2 separate regions of the Mus musculus genome follow, and region 1 is linked to region 2. A link is a contact called in public HiChIP or PLAC-seq data. All regions are on one chromosome and are shown on one strand. Each heading gives the region's core, a stretch centred on a gene start, on an enhancer-like site or on the middle of the called end of the contact. The rest is flanking DNA. Distances are from core to core; before and after follow the strand shown.

Region 1 (5,904 bases), core at 2,957-5,456, 310 kb after region 2:
TATATGGAAGTGCTTGTATGTGTATGAGTTTGTGTGCTTGAGTTAGTCTGCATGTCTGTAAGTGTGTGTTGATGCTTTAATGCATTTTTGGCTCCCTCTATCCCACGTCTTGTTCCAGGCCTCAGCACAGGCTCAGTAGCACTAAACTGTCTCATCTCTGCCTTTGTCCTCAGGGCAGGAAGATCCCAACAGTTTGCGTCATAAGTACAACTTTATTGCTGATGTGGTGGAGAAGATCGCCCCGGCTGTGGTTCACATTGAACTATATCGCAAGTAAAGAGGCCTGCCCTGTTCCCTCACTAAGAAATAGCACTAGAGCTGCTTCTGAAGCACATTAAAGTGTCAGGAATGTCACTGGGCAGATTCTTGGGTTACGATCAAGTTCTCTGCCTTAGGGAAAGTTCCCTATTTAGACCTATAATCTTGGCCCTTTCAGCATTTTAATAACTTCTAGCTCTGAAGTGATTCCCAGGGAATATTTCCTAAGTGGAATATTTTTTGATGCATTCCAAAAAGTAGCTTAGCGTTATTTTTAAAATGTTAAATGCTTGCTACAATGTGTGTGAGTTGCTCTTGCAGAGTCATTCCCTTGTGTGTGCAAATGAGTTCAAGCTCAACTAATGTCTGTTTCAGGCTTCCTTTCTCGAAGAGGGAGGTGCCAGTGGCCAGTGGGTCAGGATTCATCGTATCGGAGGATGGACTGATTGTGACAAATGCTCACGTGGTCACCAACAAAAACCGGGTCAAGGTTGAGCTGAAGAATGGAGCTACCTATGAAGCCAAAATCAAGGATGTGGATGAAAAGGCGGACATTGCGCTTATCAAGATTGACCACCAGGTGAGACGCATCTGGGGCCCGAGTGCCTCCTGGGCCTGCAGTGCCCAGCTCTCAGAAGGTGAGGTGGAGATGGTGAGGACATCAGAGCTCCCTGGTACCCACAAAATGAAGCTGCAGGGCCAGACAGGTCTCATCAAAGAGGGACCTGAGCAGGGGAAAAGGGAGGAGGGGGGGAGGGAGGAGGGAAGCCCTTGGAAGAAGCTGGCTCTCAGATCAGAGGTTTTAAAAGCAGCATCTTCTCTTTATAAAGCAACAGGCTACAAAGAACTTAATGGGTGGCTGGTGAGAATGGAAACTCCAATCCTTGATGATGAAGCATCTATTACAAAGTTATGTTTGTCTCCACTGAGGTGACCTGGATTCTCCATGGCTACAGAATGGGCTTTGAAAAGAGTTTTAAAAATTGTCTTTAATTATGTGTTGTGTGGGTAAATGGGTATGCACCGAGAGATGTTGGATACCCTTGCCTAGAGTTACAGGGTTATGGGCCACTAGACAATGGGTCTCTGCAAAAGCAGTATGCTCTCTTAACGCCAAGCCATCTCTCCTTGTTAAGCACTTGTTTGTTTATTGTATGTATATGAGTGCACTGTCGCTGTCTCCAGACACACCATTCCAGGTGTCCCATTACAGGTGATTGTGAGCCACCGTGTGGTTGCTGGGAATTGAACTCAGGACCTCTGGAAAAGCAGTCAGTGCTGTTAACCACGGAGCCATCTCTCCAGGTCAAGGTTTTGGGAACCTTAAGACAAAATTAACACCTCTCTCTTGAGACCCTAAGAATCCTTAATATTATGACATGACCATAGTCCCCTCAAAAGGGCTGCAATGCATTATCTACCCAAATTATAGCCTTCCATTAGCCTGTAACTCAGAAGCAGGGCCAGTACAAAACTAAGACACAGTAAGAGTGAGCTCAATTTGAAAAATGCTTATGTGAAGTTGCTCTGCGAGTTATTGGAGTAGCTACTTCTAGTCCTACCTGAATTTTATTTTATCTTATTTTATTTTATTTTTGGATATTTTTGAGACAAGGTCTTAAGTTCTAGCTGTCTTCGAACTTACTTTGTAAACCAGGCTGGCCTTGACCTCAAAGAGATCCTCCTGACTTTGCCTCCCAAGTGCTACCACACCAACAGCAATTTTTTATTAAAGAAAATGAAAGAAAATGTTTTTAATTTAATATTCTGCTTACAGTCACATTTGCTTAGCGAAGTCTTTGTTGTCTTAGGTCTCATGTGGCACAGGGTGCCTTCAAACACATCTATTATCTGTGGATGGCTTTGAACCTTTGACTCCCCTGCATCTACCTTCTGTATGTGAGGGTTATGGACATGTAGGACCAAGCCAGGTTTATATAATATTGTGGATCAAGCCAGGGCTTTGTGAGAGCTAGCCAAGTACTCTGCCACATCTCCCACACTTGTTTAGCAAGGCCTTCATGCCTGAAACTACATACAGTTCTTACTGGATCACCAGCAAACGTTCCCAGTCCACCTCATGTAGATCACATGGTGATGTGAGGTTGGTTTGCACTCATGCTGAGACTGGAGTTTCTGTTTTCTTCCTGTTATTGGAAATTCCTTCAGATAAAAGGCAGAAGGGTCAGTGGGAATTTTGTGGTTGGTGCAGAAAAAGGTGTGAGTGGGGTGGGTAATGAAGTGTAGCCTTTTCTTGTGACTTCTTGCTTGCTTCTCATCTGACTGTGAGCTATGAAGTCAGCTAGGTGTGAAGTCCTACTGTGTGTTCCAGCTATTGGATGGAGAAAGCTCAGGGTACTATTGGGGCAGTAGGATTCTGGGTCCTTTTATCTCCTTTAAAATAGCATTAGGCAGCTGTTCAGAATCTCCCCCCATACCCTGCTTGTCTCCTTACCTTCTCAGAGGCTGGGGTGGTGAGGGCTGGGGCTGAAGGTTGTAGATACAGGCTCTGTGCCCATGTAGGTGACAACTGACCTCAGGGTCACAGTTGTGTGTTATTTCTGTTAAGTTACTGTGAAATTTCTATCAAGAGCTCATCTTTCTAAATGTGTTTATTGATACCAAGACAGTTGGTCCAGGCTCTGACTTCTCATCTAACCATTCTTTAGTATATAGAGTAGCCGTGTTATTCCCATTTTATAAAAGAAGAGGGCTGGTGAGATGGCTCAGCGGTTAAGAGCACCGACTGCTCTTCCAAAGGTCCTGAGTTCAAATCCCAGCAAGCACATGGTGGCTCACAACCATCCGTAACAAAAATCTGATGCCCTCTTCTAGAGTATCTGAAGATAGCTACAGTGTACACATATAATAAATAAATAAATCTTTTAAAAATGTATTTTAAAAGAAGAAAGAATGCTCAGAGACCACTCCTCCATCTTATCACCCTTAGCCTCCTCAGAGCCAGGCTGCAGATTCCAGGTACCTAACTCCATAGCCATTAGCACAGGGACAAAGCCTGGCCTTCACATGGGATGGAGTAGCCTGACCTTAAATAGCCCATGGAAAGGTTGGTGTGTCCCCTTTTAGGAATGCTGCTAGCAAGGTGTCTAGAATTCGGTGGAGGCACCGGAAGGAGATTGGCCAGAATAGCACAGTCAGTGACCACATGTAGGACCTTCAGACTCAGTTCTTGGAAGGCAGCCAGCACTGGGGGCCTCCTGGCCATCTGCAGGCAGGGCTCTGGCCTGTGTGGTTTGTGAGCTGTCTCCTCAAGTAATTTCATGTTTGGAATGCGTGGGTGCATACCACGTGATTGCTTCCAGTCCAGGGATATTCTTTTCTGATTTTGAGCCAATGTGGAGACAGGAGAAGCCTCATGTCACCTCTGGCATAACCAAGCAAAATGTGAAGGCATTCCCTGAGTGTCTAGCTCTTTAACCAGAAGCCTGCTGTTTGACATGTACTGCACGAACAACCCCCACCCCCCACCATGTTTGGAAATGTAAAATTGACCTGATGTAGCTTTTGAAAATGGAGTTGGAAATGCAAGGCTATTACATTGCAGACACCCACATCAAAGCCTGATTCCTGCCTGCCCCCAACCCCTGCCACCCCTCTTTCCTGTTTGTCCCTGTTCTGGTGAGAGTTATTCTAGGGAGAGTCTGGCTTGTAACAAAGCTTGATTTGGAAGGAACAGGCTGGCCATCCAGTTGAATTGTGTTCGAGCAGAATTTACCCCATAGTGTGTGGTATGATCAAGGTGCGTGGTGGGCAGTGATGGGCTAGGCACTTGCTTGGCGTTGCGTCGTCCTAGGGGCAGCAACCAAGGAACAGGTCAGGGAAGGTCAGAGAAGGCAGAGTAGGATTGTGGGTGTGGTGGTGCATACCCACAGTCCTAGCATTTGAGGGAGGCGGGTGTGAAGGTAGGAAGAGGAGACAGGAGCTTAAGCCCAGTGACTAATTCAAGGGTTGGCCATCTAGGCCCAGTTTCCTATCAGCATGAGTTGTCTGTGACTCACACTGTCCTTTTTTGTGAAATGGAAGGTGCAATGGGCATGCAATGTCATTGTTCACTTGATTTTTATCCCACCTGCCCCCACCTTTTTTATTTTTTTTTCTGAGATCACCAGCCATCTTTTTTTGGGGGCAGATCCACCATTGGGGAGCTTGGGGGTTGGGGGTGGGGAAGTTGTCCTATGCCACAGGGCCTCGACCCGCATGGCCCAAGTGTGGTGAGCGCATGCTACCCCTTAGAATCGCAAACCACTGATGGATGCTGCTCAAGGAAAGGACACATCGCGTAAGGCCTCTGTAATCACCGCCACAGAGCAGGCCCTTCCCAAGTTCCTTCACTTCATCCCTCTCACAGAGATGCTTCACATCTCTAAGGGATTGGAGCTGCTTGGCTTGCAATTGCCAGAGAGCTTTCTGGGCTTGTGACCAAAAGCCTCTCTTTTGTTTCTCTGCTGAGCGGACACATGCGCATGCACTCTGCCTGCTGCATTTTGAGGCTCTGAAGAACTCAGTGGGAAAGGCTCACACAGGGTAGCCATCTGTGGTTGGGACTCCTCCTGTTCCACCCCCTGGAGGGGAGAGGATGACCCCTACAGGTCTCATGGGATTCTCCTGTCCTCGAGCTGAAGCTAAGGGTCCTCAGTGGGGTCAGTATTGATCTGGAGGTGGGGGTGGGGCTCACACATGTAAATATTTTAATGGAAAGCAGCTTTGAGGGCAAACTAGTTCAGTCTGAGATGCAAACTATTTCCAAATGTGTTTGACTCGAGCCACTGGCCCTGTGTACAGAATATTTTTAACTTTAATCCAAAGGCAGTTTTTGTCTCTCTCTCTCTCTCTCTCTCTCTCTCTCTCTCTCTCTCTCTCTCTCTCTCTCTCTCTCTCTCTCTCTCTCCTTCCTGAGCAGTTTAAGAAGAGGAGAGAGCCTCAAGAGATGGAGGAAATGTAAAATGTCAACCTATCAGGTGTCCTGAGTCTGGAGCAGAGGCATGGGCAGAGAGATGGGGAAGTGTTCAGAAAGCACCAGGGAAATGTCGTCACGCAGCTGTTTTTCCAGCTGTTGTACTGATTCCTCCAGATGCTGTCTCACCTATGCTGGAGAAATCCTTTCTTTCACAGCAGCCGTTCTCAAACTATGGGTTGCAAACCCCTTGGGGGTCGCATAGCAGATATTTACATTAGGATTCATAACAGTAGCAAAATTATAGCTACGAAGTAGCAATGAAATGACTTTATGGTTGATGGGTCACCACAACACGAGGAACTGTATTAAAGGGTCGTAGCTTTAGGAAGGTTGAGAACTACTGTTTCAGAGTGTCTTGACAACTCCTTCCTGAGACCCACCCGCTCGATCTGTAGCCCCTTCCCTCGTCCTCCTACCCCTCACCATCTCTGCACAGCTCCTTGAGGTTTAGAGTGCTCTTTCTGCCTGGCCTTCCCTTGTCCTTCAGGGATGCAGTCACATCCTGCTTTAGACCCCAGGGACATCCCTTGCCTGACTCACTGCATAAAATAGTTTCCCACATCTGAGTCCCCCTCACGCTCCAGCCCCCCCCCCCATCGTTCTGCATTTGCCCTCCTTCCTCATTTAAATAAGAATTTGTTGCTACTTGTTGCTGTTTAATTTTTCAT
Region 2 (6,129 bases), core at 2,229-4,728:
CTAGGGAGACAGCTATAAATATAGTTTTTTGGGGGCCACTTTCCTGTATACATATGATACCTACCTCCTGCTTAGCCATGACCCATGGTGAGATAAGTGCCATTCCTTTCTTAGGGATTTTATTGAATAGACCAGGCTGGCCTGGAATTCACTATGTAGCCCAGGCTGACCTCCAATTCACAATCTTTCTGCCTCCACCTTCCTAATCCTGGGTTTACTCATCTATGCTCCCTCCCATGCCTTGATAACCTATGTTTTTAAACTGTGGTTAAACAAATCACTTGGTGTAAAGTTTTGCATCTTAACTGTGCTGCCAAGTGTACAGGTCAGCAGGGTTGCTGTAGTGATACTGTTGTGGTGTGGTCCGATCCCTGGCACATACATACCTTGTCAGTCTAAACACACACACACACACACACACACACACACTCTCACTCACTCTCTCCCTCCCTCCCTCCCTACCTCCTTCTCTTCCCCGCCACTATCTGACAGTCACCGTTCTATTTTTGATTCTATGACTTTTACATATTTTTTGTTCTTATTCCTTTTCACATTGTTTTGGTTTTTTGAGACAGAGTCATCAAATAGCTTAGGCTAGCCCCTGACTCACTGTGGAGCAGAGGATGACCTTGAATCGTTATTCCTCTTGCCTTCCTCCCCTCCCCTCCCAGCGCTGGGATTAGCCTGTGCCACTGGTTCAGTTTCTGCTGTGCTGGGGATGGATCCCAGGGCTCTGCACATGCTAGGCGGACGGACATTCTCCCGGCTGAGCTGCGTGCTCAGTGCCTTTTCTTGATTTTTCAGGTGATGCGTTTCATCCTTATGTTACAGCTTCAGAAACAGGGTCATAAGGATTTAATGAGCTTGCCTAAGATTACACATGGCTAGTAAATAGCCCGGCTGGGTTCAGAGCTTTACCATGGGCTCTACTTGAAGTCCGTGCCTACTCTACCCAATCCCCAGTGACTCTTCCCTTTGAATTCTGTGCCTGTATCTCAGGAGAAGCAATGGCCCTGTGTATTTGGTGTGCTGGTGTGGCAGCTGCAGGTGGGGTGCTGACCTGGAGAGCTGGCCCCCTCTGCAGTCTATGAATGGCCCTGGCTCTGTGCTGCTTTGATCAGCAATACCTATGTTGTTACTCACCTGACTGTGTGGCTCCTCTCAGCACCTAGAAGGGTTTATTTCTTAGTCTTTTGAGCAACATGTTGGCTACTCTCTGCTTGTCCTGAGAGTAAGTTCTTACCTGAGCTCTCCATGATACCCAGCCCTGAGTTCACTAACCGGGAAGCCTTGGGGACAATAATAGCAGGGTTTTGAGGGATACTTAAGTTGTATGTTCGAAGGCTTCCTGCCATCTGACGTCCTGCCTTCCTTTACCAAGGCATCCTGGGTGGCCAGAGCTGAGTCCACAGGTCAGCCTCTGCCTCCCATTTTAGTACTCACTCCTGGGTTGGTCCAACATGTGGGCACTGCCTATGGTCTGCCCCACCCCCACCCCCCACCCCCATCATTTTTCAGCTAGACCAGGGGGGCTGTGCCTCTAGGGACTGTGGGTTTCTGATCACCCTGACTTTGGATTAGACAGTCTAAACCTTCATATTGTCGGGGGATGCCTGGGGCCCTGGGAGAGGAAAGGCCTTCCCTGGTCCACTGCTCAGACCTCCTGGAGGGTGGCCCTCAGTTGATTCTTCTGTACTACATGTCACTAAATTCTGCCTGAGACCACCAAACCCTGCGTGACCCAGGGGCAGAGATCTCAGATCTGGAGTTAGAGCAGATGAAATGTCCAGTGTGGGTTAGGGTGGAGAGAAGCCTTACTTAGCTCATTCTCTGTTAACGACACAGTAATGAACAGTTAATGACACAGACTGAATTACAAAGGAAAAAAAAGGTTTATTTTGATTGGTGGCTCCATTTGAGGTCAAAGGGATGCATCTGGTGACAGCCTTCTCCTTGCCAAAGTAACAAACGAGTACAGAACATCACATGACAAGAGACTGGGAACATGTGAGAGACCCAGCCAGACTGGCTTTTATAACAGATCCACTCTCAAGATAATCCATTAATCCATTAGGTGCATAAATGGATTAATCCACTCCTGAGGGCAGAGCTTTAATTAGCCCTTACAGGTGCCACCTGGTGCCGCCTTTAAATATGTCTTGGTGGGGATTGCACTTCAGCTTGAGGTTGTGAGATGAACCGTATTCCAGCCATCACCAGAGGCTGTGCTTGCTTGTTCTTTGTGAAAACATGTCTGCATCGTGCCTAGTACATCCTGTGTGCTCGTCAACATTTGTCCCATCACTTGCTACCGTCTGTGCTGTGTTCATTCTTGATCCCCATTCTACTGGTGTCCTCACAGTCTGGGAGAAGGAGAAGTGTGTATATGGGGGGAGGCACACCCTTCGGGGAGGAAGGAGGGAGTGTGGACCTGCTGCGTCTATGTTGATGGTACCTTCCTCTCTTGAACACATCCCACTGGTCAGGTACCCTGCTGGAGAGATGCTCTCAGGACTGCCCTTAATGAGTCTGACTGTTGCCTGGGTGGCAGATGGGGAGACTGAGCTTTGGGTAGACCTGCCCTAAGACTGCACTGCTCTTTATTGCAGAGGAATGGTTCTGACTAAGGCAGTCTGACCCTGCAGTCTTTGCCTCCCAAGAGGGGTTATGTCAGGCCTTTTATTTCTTCACCAGCAAAGACCCAGTACTGAAGCCCAGGAGTAGGAAAAATAAATTTGAGGCTTTGAAAAAACAATTGAGACCTTATAAGAAATGAAAAGCGCAGGTCAGAGTTGAAATGAGTGGAAGTTTTGCTTGAAATGTGTGCCAAACACTGCATTATATCAGCCTTCACGGCTATGGCTCCCTGGGGGCTGTACAGCCTTCTTGGTTCGTTCGTTCATTCATTCATTCATTCATTCATTCATTCATTCCCGTACACTTACTTCTGTGTCCTGGATTGAGGTTTGGTAGTGAAGGGCAATGTTTCCTCTTTTGTTGCTGATGGTCCAAGTTCCCTCCTGGACCTGCTGTTTTGTTTCTTCCTCTCTCCTGAGAGGTCCCATGGCTCCTTGCACCCCTCCTGAGCTGTGCCTGTGCTCCAGACTGGGCTGTGCTCTTTCCAAGGGAAGACTCCAGAAGACAGCCTGGGCTCCTGAAGGACTTTAGGGTCAGCAGTGAGAGGCCCACACTCCCAAGACCTGGTCTCCTCTACTATCTTCTGTCAGGCAGTATGGCTGCCCTCTTGTCAGGAGTCCCGAAGAATTACAGACCACATTTGGCAAAGCCCTGAGATACTGTACACGTTTTTTCCTCTTAAAAAAAAAAAAAAGAGTATTTCCTTTTGTTTTAACCAAAGGGCAAGTGTTTGCCTTGCTGGACTTGCTTATCTGGGAGTGGAAGTGTTTGTCTGTACTCTGCCTCAGAGTCATCCCACCAGCCACTTTCCCTAGAGCCCTGTGGGAGGCACCTTCATCCTGTTTCCTCCCTCTGGCCAGGCCTCCTGGCTGACTGGAAGATTTCTGGACTCCTATGCATGCCCTTGGCTTCAGCTTGATAGTGTTCTTCATCCTTGCAAAGGAAGCCTGAGAGTGTGGGATGCTCCCCACACAGGCTTGGCAAGGAGCTGTTCTTATGAGTGAGGCTCGTATGCTTAGGTTAATCTGTTACCAAGTTCATATTAGAGTGTTAGCAACAATAAAACGAGCATTCCTAGATCTTGGTCAAATACCTTAACCATTACAGCCTTGTTCCCTGTCTGATCTTAGGCAACTTGATCTTGCTGGTCTAGGAATCGGCTCTGCTTGTGCCTGGTGCTCAGGAATGCCAGGCCATGCTCAATCCACTCTCACCTACTAGATCCAGACAAAGAAAGCCCAGCCTGGCTTGCCCAGAGCCTGCATTAGTGATTATCAGTAGAAGCAGAACAAGGGTCTGTCTGCTACGCTCCCCAGAGGACATACTTGACAGGATGCTCAGTAGTGCTCTGCGAAGGACACTCCCAGGGGAGTCTCCAGGTGTCATGACACCTTCCCTCTGCTTACTGTGTATTGCTAGTTTACAGCTAGCCTACAGCTTGTGCAGAAGAGCTACAGTCAGAGACGTTTCCATTCCACTGAGCTCTGACATTGCCTTCCAAAACCTCACATAACAGAGGTGAGCTGCACAGAGCTGGCAGCTGTGACTTCCGGGGTTCCCTAAAGTGCAGTGCACAGTTTCTGGGGAGTCCAGCCTTGAGTTTATCAAGTTTTACATTAGCTAACACTGTGCCCCACACCCACAGCCCCAGCTAGTTAGAGGCCTTGGCATGATAATTGAACTAGTCTGGGTAACATGATGAGACTATCATTTAGATAATAAAGTAGGTTTCTTAGCTTACGTGGGGAAAAGAAGAAGGAATACTTCCGAGCCAGAGACCCGGCTGTGTGGAGCACGGTAGGTACAGTGCTTGCCTAGAACACACAAAACCCTCTGCTTAGTAAACCTGGCCCCATAGCACCTGCCTGTAGTCCCAGCAGGCTGGAGGTGGAGGCAGGAGGACCAGGAGTTCTAGGTAAGGTCATCCTACCCCACGTGGGTAGTTTAAGGCCAGCCTGGACTACGGGAGATTCTGTCTCAGGAGAAAACGAAACAATTTATAGAAGAAAAAGGTAGCAATGCCAATAACAACATCCCAAACTCCAGGGAACCCTAGTTTATGTATTAGTCAGAATGATGTAAACTTATTTAAGTTCACCGGACTTCCTTTAGAGATAAATAAATAAATAAAGAATCTCAAATCCTTGTTAAAGATAAGTCACTAATGACACAGGAAGTCCTGAGTTTATGTGTGAGGCTTGTAGTTAAAGCCAAGTCATTCAATGATCAAATCCCAGATGGCCTCTGATTGCTCCCTCTGTCATTCACGAAATCCTGGGTGGACACCTGGAAGCCCCCCTCCTCTGCAGCGGCTTGTGTGCTGTCCAGCCTTATCTGGCTCCTAAATAGTCCCAGAGCTCTTACTGGGACCCCTCACTAGGGGATCGTCTCTTTAGTTATTCTCTGCAGCAACATGACTGTCATTTTTAAAATGTCCTGCCACTCGCCTGCGGATGGCTCTGTTGACACTCTTGTCACCTCAAGGCTACAAGTTCATGCCTTATCTCCTGACCTTCTGAGGCCTCTCAGAACCTAGCCTCAGCTGTCCACCTTAACCTCCCTGCTCTCCTCAGAGCCCGTGCGGCCTGCCAGAGCCAGACCAGGCTCCTCGCTGGTGCAGGGCGTCGCTGGCAAGCCTTGTTTTACTGTTGTTGCACACATTGATTGCTGGTTCCGAACAGCTGTGAGAACAGTGTACTGATATTCTCCCACGTAGGTTCGGCCAGTCACTCTATCTACAGATGTATATCTGTTCCTATTCCTCTCTGAGTCATTCAAGATCAACTTGAATGAAGTCGACCCCTCCCAAACCTAAAGCCCAAATCCTCGAGAGCTCCAGCATGCATGTCCCTAGACAGCAGCACCCTCTGGTATGACTCCAGTGCAGCCATCCATCGGGGGAGCAGTCCCCAGTTCTCAGACTCCACTCAGCATCACCACCTCTGACCATGTCCCAGCAGGTCCAGGGCACAGTCCTACGCTGGACCCTGTGTCCCACCACCTACTCTCTTTCAGTCTAGAATCCTGCCTTGCCTTTCCCAGTTTCCCATGACCTTGAAGAGCACAGATGTTTCATGATGTTGAAAGGCCCTCACTCTATGCCCGTCTATGAGCAGACTAATCTATAGAAGTGTAGCTGGGCCTCTGTAGTGGTGGCAGGAGTACCTGGCAAAGCCGGAGCCTGCCAGACCTCTCCACTACAGAGAGATCACTTTTCATTTTGTGATCACATGGTATTTGGTAGAAGATGCTTAGCGATCAGATGTCCACTTGCTGCTTTATGCCTCCGTGCCTCTGCCCTAGCATCCTCCCATGGCCCCTGCCTGGCCTTCGCTTGCCTCCTTCATGATGCATCCTTAGTGGATGCATCTTTGTTTTCTCGACCGCACCAGACACTAGGAGGCCCTCCTTTCTCCTTGTCATCACTTCAGTCCATGTGGATATATCCATCATTACGCTAACTCCATGGATTGATTGCGATCCATTACTTTC

Evidence for each region. HiChIP or PLAC-seq counts read pairs in DNA pulled down with a chosen protein or histone mark.
Region 1: an HNF4G HiChIP or PLAC-seq map of pancreatic cancer cells shows a contact between it and region 2. The contact joins two enhancer-like sites. A contact is called at or near these places in 2 of 115 datasets of contacts at active chromatin or transcription factors (fibro-adipogenic progenitors and pancreatic cancer cells).

Annotation. Positions count from the first base shown.
Region 1 is chr7:130,961,340-130,967,243 of GRCm38.p6, forward strand. Htra1 (HtrA serine peptidase 1) reads left to right here. Exons shown (of 9, transcript NM_019564.3): 2 at 174-273; 3 at 634-838. Among named protein-coding and RNA genes, the nearest start is that of Htra1, 28 kb to the left of the region's middle. Within about 2 kb of position 4,207, at least 138 of the 459 cell types and tissues checked have an H3K27ac peak or open chromatin away from gene starts, as enhancers often do. A contact at or near this core is called in pancreatic cancer cells, where this site is marked.
Region 2 is chr7:130,651,258-130,657,386 of GRCm38.p6, forward strand. All of the region lies in intron 3 of Tacc2 (transforming, acidic coiled-coil containing protein 2), which reads left to right. Among named protein-coding and RNA genes, the nearest start is that of Gm39098, 8.4 kb to the left of the region's middle. Within about 2 kb of position 3,479, at least 69 of the 459 cell types and tissues checked have an H3K27ac peak or open chromatin away from gene starts, as enhancers often do. A contact at or near this core is called in pancreatic cancer cells, where this site is marked.